Regions from separate parts of the Larimichthys crocea genome. Here region 1 is linked to region 2. The links are chromatin contacts, called in public Hi-C maps. All regions are on one chromosome and are shown on one strand. The core of a region is the stretch at or near the end of the contact, and the rest is flanking DNA. Distances in the headings are between cores, read along the strand shown. Region 1 holds the start of actmap (actin maturation protease). Region 2 holds the start of cviih19orf47 (chromosome VII C19orf47 homolog).

What was found. A called contact is a pair of places that touch in the nucleus more often than the background predicts.
Region 1: a Hi-C map of muscle shows a contact between it and region 2, with 14 times the contacts expected there. The contact joins the promoter of actmap here to the promoter of cviih19orf47 in region 2. A contact is called at or near these places in 2 of 7 Hi-C or Micro-C datasets (both in muscle).

What each region holds. Positions count from the first base shown.
Region 1 is chrVII:17,674,789-17,679,380 of L_crocea_2.0, reverse strand. actmap (actin maturation protease) reads right to left here and starts at 2,809. Exons shown (of 7, transcript XM_019252850.2): 1 at 2,331-2,809; 2 at 1,985-2,239; 3 at 589-657; 4 at 238-365. The coding sequence starts at 2,392. It overlaps snrpa (small nuclear ribonucleoprotein polypeptide A), which reads left to right and starts at 4,350. Exons shown (of 7, transcript XM_027280621.1): 1 at 4,350-4,431.
Region 2 is chrVII:17,530,264-17,534,734 of L_crocea_2.0, reverse strand. cviih19orf47 (chromosome VII C19orf47 homolog) reads left to right here and starts at 2,832. Exons shown (of 8, transcript XM_010746404.3): 1 at 2,832-2,884; 2 at 4,140-4,227. The coding sequence starts at 2,866.

The DNA of each region.
Region 1 (4,592 bases), core at 1,560-4,059, 140 kb before region 2:
CCCAGATTTAACTCTTCTCAAAAATACTACAAGAGTTTGAAAACTTTGAGTACATCTTACATCTGTTTCTAGTACTTTAATGTCATATTTGCACTTCTGGCAACACTCTGTGATGTCAAGGTTTGTACTTTGCCCTTGGGAGGATTCAGTGCTTTGCTGTTAAACAAACCCTACTCCATTTTTTTTCTACATCACTCAAAATTGACTTGGCGTACACAGTTCACACACTTATGTTACCTGAAAACATTTCACCCTGTGCCGTGTATCCCCTTCTCAGTGCCGTCTGAACAACAGTTTCCATGTCGATACTCATCTGCTGTGGCTGTCGAAGGTGAGCCGACATCCACAAAGCCACCAGACCGCACCTAAAAAGGTGAATGAATAACACACTTGCAGTCACACCCCTGGCAAGTATATGTCATGTTTAATGACTTGAACATGAAATCCCTCAGGTCAAATTAATAACACAATAGTCACATTGTGCACAAAACAGTTGTGGTATTAGTTTTATTTGTGTTACGCAATTGTTTACTTAGTCAAATGTAGCTCAAGGTGAGAATGACAAGACACCACAGTTTACTGACTTACTGTGGACCATCTTGGATGAGGGACGGCACGTATGTGTTCACCAGAATCCACTGCAGGTCCTTCCTAAAACTGAAGCACAAACGAAACAGCACGTAATACACATTATTACATTACAATGCAAATCACAAGTGTGACTAATAGATGAATAATGGCTAATCCTCTTTGTGAGACTGCATATTCATTTTTTGTTTACTTTGTTATCAGAGAAAACTTGATCCAATGTTATGTGAAGCGTTTCTGTCGATGTTATGAGATATGAGGAACACCTTTCAATATAAAGTAAATGGTAATGGTAAATGGACTGTATTTCCTTTCTAGTCATCCAACCACCCAAGGTGCTTTTTTGGGGCGGTTGTGGCTCAGGAAGTAGAGCGGTTGTCCATTATTCAGATGACTGGGGGTTTGATCCCCAGCTCCTCCTCCAATCTGCATGTTGAAGTGTCCTTGATATACTTAGATACTGAACCCCAAATTACTCCCAGTGCTGCGCCATCAGTGTACGAATGTGTGTGAATGGATGAATGAGATATGTAGTGTAAAAGCGCCTTGAGTAAGACTACAAAAGCACTATACAAGTACAGTCCATTTACTATTTACCATTTACATATCTCATTCACCCATTCAGACAGACATTCATATACTGGCCTGCAAGGCACCAACTGATCATCAGTTTTTAGGAGCTAACCATTTATACACATTCACTGATGTTGCATCAGGAGCAATATGGGGTGTCTGTGACGTGCAGACTAGAGGAGCCGGGGATCAAACCACCAGTCATCGGACTACTTTATCCTGTAACGGAAACAAACAACCTTTTATTGTGCCCTATTACCTGAAATAACAATGACAAACACAGTTAGTAAAAACTCTTTTTGGCTATCCCTCAAAATAAGAACAGGAAAAACCTCACTCCGCCCAGCCAGTTCGCTTGACACTCATCCTTACTGATAGATCCTGACAGACACCTTTTTAAGCTTTTGAGCAAAAGGTCATACATACTTGTCAAACAACCCAACAAAGCTGTGAATACTAAGATTTATATACAGTATCAAAGGACAACTGCTCTACCTTCTGAGCTTTAAGGTTAATAAAGTGTCGAAAAATAATAATTCAATCGGCAGTCCACAATCAGAGGATATTAATGTGCCATGTGGTGAACTGGTGACCGGTGTACCCTGTCTCTTGCCCTAAGTCAGCTGGATTAGGCTCCGGACCCTGAAGAGGTTACACAGCGACAGAAAATAGATGCATAACCATCAACACACACATCATTCATGAGGATTTTAAACTAGAAACACATGCATGAAACAAGATATGGCTGGAACTACAGACTTAATCCAAGCATAACAAAATAAACAGATATCTTGATAAAGTGTCCTGTCATGATAAATCTAACCTGCTCTCTCTCTGACTGAGCAGCAGGCAAGCCTCTGTGTGGTTCCCCTCCACAGCACTCCTGTTACTGGCTATAGTCTGATACAGCTTCTTCTTGGGCTGGGAGGCTGTTGGAGGAGGTGGAGGTGGACCTGGAGCAGGTGGAGGAGGAGGAGGAGGAGGTAGACCTGGAGCAGGAGGTGGAGGAGGTGGTGGTGGAGCAGGAGGTGGAGGTGGTGGAGGAGACAAGGTGCAGGGCAGTGACATCTTTCCTGACCTGCTTTGTGGAGAAACAGCAGCTTGGTTAGTGTTTACCACCTCTCTCCTACCTCTCAGTAGCTCTGCTGCTTTCAAGGAGTTGTCTTAACTCGATATTTGAACCCCGGAGTGCATAAAGTTTCTCCTGTTGACGGTTATCGCTCACAAACATAAAGTAAGCATGTCATATTCACTTTATTTCCACTGGTTCATGACTAGCACCGCTGGCTAACTAACTAGCACTAACTAACCGGTGTTTTGCCCATATTAGGAAGTGTTCGCGTAATGTTTCTTCTTCTTCTTCGTCTGTTGAATTTCCGGCAGATTCAGACGCAACAACGACGTACAGCTGCCCTCTGCAGGTCACAACGGTCTACCTCAATTAATCGACTTAAATCTATATGCAATAAGTTTCGTCATCAGTATTGATTTAAGAAGAATGATCCGTAACAAAACAAACAAACAAACAAAAAGCAAACACGAAGGATCACACACACCAACGGCTCGAGGCACACCGCCCACTACAGCATCAACAGACGCAGTGACGGCTGTCCGGACAACCGTTACCATAGTTACCTGACCAGGAGGCAGAAAATACTATTTATATGGCGACAAAATTTGATGATTTTAGTCATAAATATAATAATTAATGTTCCAGAAACGACTACTTGGCTTTAATTAAAGCATTTCCACAGGCTCTTATCTGTATGATTAAGGGAACTTTAATGTACATGCCGATAACACCTGAACTACCCACTCTGTCCATAAATAACCAACCTTTATTAGAGAAAATGTGTAACAACACATTTTTGAGAACTACTCTCACCAAAGAATTTTTTCCTTTCTCTCTCAAAAGAAATACTCCACGTTGAACATCAAGAGAATTAGATGTAAATGTCTAAAGCGAAAGAGGTACACTCAATAAATGACATTTATCCTTGCGGTGAATTTTAACTTCTTATATTTAATTTGGACTGTAGTGAATGTGCTGAATGTGTAAAACAGAAGTAGAAACACTTGAACATTTATTGTTTTCTAGCAATCTATCCGATTTGTTTTGGAAAGACTTAACCTATAATAATATAGATGTGCCACCCCTGACTTGATAAAAATGTGAGATTTGGTTTCATAATGGAGGACAGAAAACTAGAATGTAACATAAATAATTTGGTTATACTCGAACTGCACCTTTACTTTGATTCTTTAAAACCTATGAAATCAAAGAAAGCCCTATAGCTGTATGACAGTTTATCAACTTTTACTTTTGATTGATCCCCTATAAGATTTTTCTTTCTTTCTTTCCATTGCTTTACTTGTCTTAAGGTCTTAAAATGTTTGACCCTATGCGTGGCAAAGTTCAAAAACAGCAGATATTAAAATGAGAAAACACTTTGAAGTGGTCATATAATTTAGTGTAACAACAGAAACGACCTCGGTGTCATCACTCTTAAGCATTAAAAACAGGGCAGCAAAAACACATCAGGAAATATTATATGAAATACTGTTGAGAACATCCAGATTGGCACAGCAGGGAAGGGAAATAACATTCATGTGTGTACCAGCTCTTTTAGGAATACAGGGGAATGAAAAAGCAGATCAAATGGCAAAGGACGCAGCAAAGAAAGAGGAGGTGGGAATGAAAGTAAAATTATCAAAAGCAGAAGGACAAAGTTTAATATGGAAAGAAATAATCAATCAATGGAAACAATATTGGAAAATCCAGGAAAAGGGGAGACATTTATATAAACTACTAGATGAAGTAGGAGAGGTGGGCTGTTGTGGAGGTAGCAGAGTGGAACAGGTGACCATGAGCAGACTAAGAATAGGGCACATAGATTGAATAGCACAGTAAATATATAGTAGGGAAACATCCAACTGGTCTATGTAGCTGTGGGAAGAGAGAGACAGTGGAGCATGTGATGGTTGATTGTCATGGATATGAAAGGGAGAGGAGCAGTGGAGAGTGGTGTCAAAAGTATAATAGATAGGAAATGTAGAGAAGGAAGGAAAATCATAATGGGATATCTTGTTTTAACTAAAAGAATTTTTAAAAAGGAAAAGAAAAAGAAGTAGTAAAGAAGTAAAGTCCAGAAGATGGCGGTATATGCAACTATAAGAAGAAGAAGAAGAAGAAGAAGAAGACCTCGGTGTCTTAACGCGTGAACACGCGAGACTTGAGCAGTCCGGAGGGTTTTCATTCATCAGTCCGAGGTGAGTGCTGCTGCTACAACACCGAGCTAAACGGTTAAATAATCTTTTTTTAAGTTATTAAAACCTGTTTGAAACAAATGCTGCGGGCTTAAATCGACAGTATTCATCCGTTTTGTGACAACGCGGCAGCTCATGCATGAGGGACAGATAGATATATTAAG
Region 2 (4,471 bases), core at 1,583-4,082:
AAAGAAAGGATAGCTTATTTTAATGCAAATTTCAGGGGGCGACATCACAAAATATGACCAAACTGACATATTTTGAATTTTAACAAAGGATCATGTGACTGCTTGTATTAGAAAAATGTCATCTTCCACGGAGTCCGCATGTTCAAACCAAGTGGCAACCTCTGTGACTATGAAGTACTAAAAACTGCAGTTCCTCAAACTTCCACTTGAGACTGGCTACAGAATGGGTCAATCTCCATAGGCTTTCATGTTAAAATGTCCAACTTCACAGCAGAAATAAATATGTTTACAGCCTGGTACAAAAAACAGTATTTTCAAGTCTAAGTCTAAGTCTGAGTTTTTATACAACTCACCAGTTCAAATTATATTCAGGCTTACAGTTATGCAGAATTAACAGCATGGCCACTTTGACTGACAGGTGGGTATTGTTACTGGTATTGTTATTGTTTGAACACCTAGGTGTCATTCAGCCCGCCTCAGGTCTGCCAATGTTCATATCTAGATTAGCCGGGAGGTTGGAAGAGATAGGAGTGCCAAGATGGTGGAAGCTACAGATTTTGAGCTTCAAAACGACTCCTTAGAAAACTGTGGGTGGCTAAACTAAAAACTGGCTCTAGATAGGGCCTTTTACATTTTTCAATCAGCAACACCACCACCGGATGCTACTAAATGCTACACACTGATTTTTTAATTAATTGTTTTTATTTTAAGACTGCACTTTTTCTATATATATATATATATATTTTATTAACCACACCATAATGTCATTTTCGGCTGATAGACTAGATAAATACTTGATCCTGAGGGAAGTTCAAGCATCCAGTAGATAGATAGATAGATAGATAGATAGATAGATAGATAGATAGATAGATAGATAGATAGATAGATAGATAGATCCCAGAAGGAAAATTCAAGCATCCAGTAACAACATGCAAACACACATTGAACATACATTCGAATTAACCTATAACACAGTACGGTATACATATGAAAAAAATCTAAATTTAAATATGTACACAGAGATTAAACATTTATAGCAAAATTAGACATTTGCAGAGAAATTAAACTTGCATAGGATTTAAATATGTGCAGAGGAATTGTAAAATTCAAGAAATGTAGCAGCATGAGACACATTAAACATACTTATAAACACATATAATATATATGTTTAATAAATATAAGATAAATCCAAATTAAACCTGTGCTGAGAAGTTAAATTTGTGCAGAGAAACAGTTAACTTTGTGGATCTAACAAACCAGATATTTCCCTCAGGAGTTTATGAAGACAAAAACAGAGCTAAAAGGTGAGTTAAATATTGGACCTACGTTCACGAGGCGACCAGGACTGTGTTTATGTTTAAATATGTTCATGTTTAAATGCGGATACATTCAAATAAAAACACATCTACCGACACAAGCGGTGATAAAAGTCGTCATGGGTTTCTGCTGAGGCTGCTTCGCGTCACCTCACAGTCTGTGTTGCTCTCTAGCGTCCACAGCAGGGTATTGGATTTAGAGCTGCGCGCGGAGGAAGTTGCGTCACGCGAGCAGCAGCAGCGCGAGCTGCCTGTCCGGGACATCCTGAGTAAAACATGCACTAATAAACAAACAGATCAGACAATGTTTCTACAGTGTTAAGAAAATAGCAATGCCATCTTTATGGATATTAATTGACATAAAGCTTGACTTGTTCCTTTTAAATTCTGTGTCACAAATAAAATCTGAGAATTACATTTAAAAATACTACATAACATATACCCATCTGAAGCATATATATCAAAATTCCTTGATATTGATAACAAATGTATCTTTTGTAAAAACCGAACCTGAAACTGTAACTCATTTATTTTATGGTTGCCCGTATAGTAGCACATTTTAAAAAGAGCTTGAGAACTATATACTGTGTAAAACAAAACATGAAATCAGCATTGAGGAAAAAACATTATTACTTATTTTAAATACAAAGAAAAGAAACTATGTATTATTGTCAACCTATTTTAAATACAAAGAAAAGAAACTATGTATTATTGTCAACCTATATTTTATTAGGGAAATTTCACATCCATAAATGTAAATTTCAAGATTCATCACCATCATTTAAGTTGATTATTATTTTAAGTCTCTTAAGTTAATTACTAAAAAAAATGTCTATCTATAATGAATATTCATGCAGATATTTTCAACCAATAACCTGTCACAGCAGTTATAACTAGAACTTTATTTACATGTAAGATTACAAATCTGTCACATCTAAGTTTTATTTCTGCTTTTTTGTTTTCATGCTCTTTCTTTTTGATCCTTGTTATAAAAATTAGGAGTATACTGGGGTGCAGATGTTTTAACTCTTATAGAGAGTGTGTGTGTTTTCTGTCTTTTGCATATCTCGCCCCTTATCTGGTTTACTGAGGCTGGCAGGGAGAGATGATTAAAAAATAGTTCAAGGACAAGAGAGACAGGTTAAGGAAAGTGCCATTTTGGACAAGACGCATAATGTTCATTACTAAGCCGAAAACCAAAAAAGGAAGCCCATTTTGAGAAAATTGTATAAGAACTGTTAGAGCCTTTTCCTCTGTAACTCTTTTGTGTTTTGCACTGTTAAACGCTCCTTCTTATACAAGAATAATAAATTCAACTTAAACTTTAATACTTTGAATCCAGTCCTCCTTATTCAAGGGTTCTTCCTTAACTATCTTAATTATACTGTCATGTAACTATGCCGATGCTATGTCACTATTATATTGTACAATGTGAACTAGTATGACTGAATTTCTTGTTTGTTTGTTTGTTGTTTCAATAAAGTTTGAAAAAAAAAAAACCCGCTGCCTGTCCGGATGTAGCTGACGTCACCGCACATTCATTGTAAACATGGCGTCCGTGACAACAGGTGAGCGCTGAGCGGCCCGGCCGGGTCCAACTTAGCAACAATTAAAACATCTCTGTATGTCGCTGTATGTTAGACACGAGCAGGGCGTGGGTTCAGGTTAATGTTTGGAGTGTTTACGGGTGGTTTTGTCTGCGGTGGCCGTCGCTGTTGGACAGATAACCGCGTTTTAATTCACAACTGGAGCCGCAGCTAACGCGATGCTAACACGATGCTAACACAAACGGGCTCTCGTCGCTGCCTCACATGTTTGATTTCACTTTGATTTCACTTTGATTTCACTTTTATTGACTCAAACAGACTCCGGGAGCGAGCCCTGCCTCAAAGTCTCACCTATTTTAAAACATGCGGGTCCGACTGGTATGGTTAGATCATCGTCTAATGCTAACATGAGCTAACCCGGCGTTGACTGTATATCAGATTTGAAATCCAGTTTCACCCCCGGTTGACCCCTAAAATGTGGCTTTATGTCGGTACAGCGCCTTTTTTAAATAGAAATCACTTGATGAGAGAGATTTATTAGCCACCGTCTGACTTCATCAGTCACAGTCTGTGCATGTTGGACAGCTGCTGTGCATCCTTCACCCCGTATCTGTTAATACATCCACAACACGTCTCATAATTGGCGTTATAAATAACCTCCAGCTGGCCATGGTGGGCATGTGTTTGACCCCAGCAGGCTGCTGTCTCCTCAGGTTTATATCTGGGGTTTTGTGCCAGGGCCCTCTCCCCACTGTAGGCTACAGGATTACTGAGATCAAGCATCAACTTTTATATTTTATCTGTACCAAATGTGTGTTGTAGCATTTTTAAGACTACTATGTTTTGTAATATTGTCTGTGTGTCTTGTGTCTGTTTGTTTGTGCTGCTATCTCCCTTTGAAAATATATTTTTAATCTCAATGGAAACCATTCCTGCTTAAATAAAGGTTTAATAATAAGACAAACTTTATTTTATTAAGCCAGTTTACTGTTACTGAGGCATCCGTTAACGAGTAGATAATGAGAGAAAGGATTTTAATCATTGCTTAATGTCACAGGTTAATCAGAGAAGTTGCCCAGTTCTGGTTTATATGAGTGTTTTACATTTTAACACTTCGGAGATGTTACCTGTGAGTTTTGGGGGTTGTATGTTAAGCAGTAAATTGATCAACAAATAAAGTATTTGTTAGTATTTAATTCAATTCATCGTCAGTGGTTGGGTGTTTCTTTCTGTTGCCTGACTGCTAATCCTCTTTTATTTTATTTTATTTTTTTAGCCACCTCGGAGTGGATTCAGTTTTTTAAGGATGCTGGGATCCCAGCCGGCCTCGCTGTCACGTATGCCGTCTCCTTCGTGGACAACAGGTAACCTCGTCTTTCTCATAGGCTTTGTGTCTTTGTTGTGCGATGGTCATGGTGGAGTTTTCTTTGCCGAATGATGTGAAGATGTCGAGGAGCAGAGCCATGACAGTCTCTTTCATCATCTAGGCTGTGTCATCATGACAAGCCAGTTGGTTTTACTGATTGTTTTCAATCATTTAGACTCAATATATGATTAATATATATATGATCATGTAATCATGATCTACATGTGAAAGTGAGATTTTGC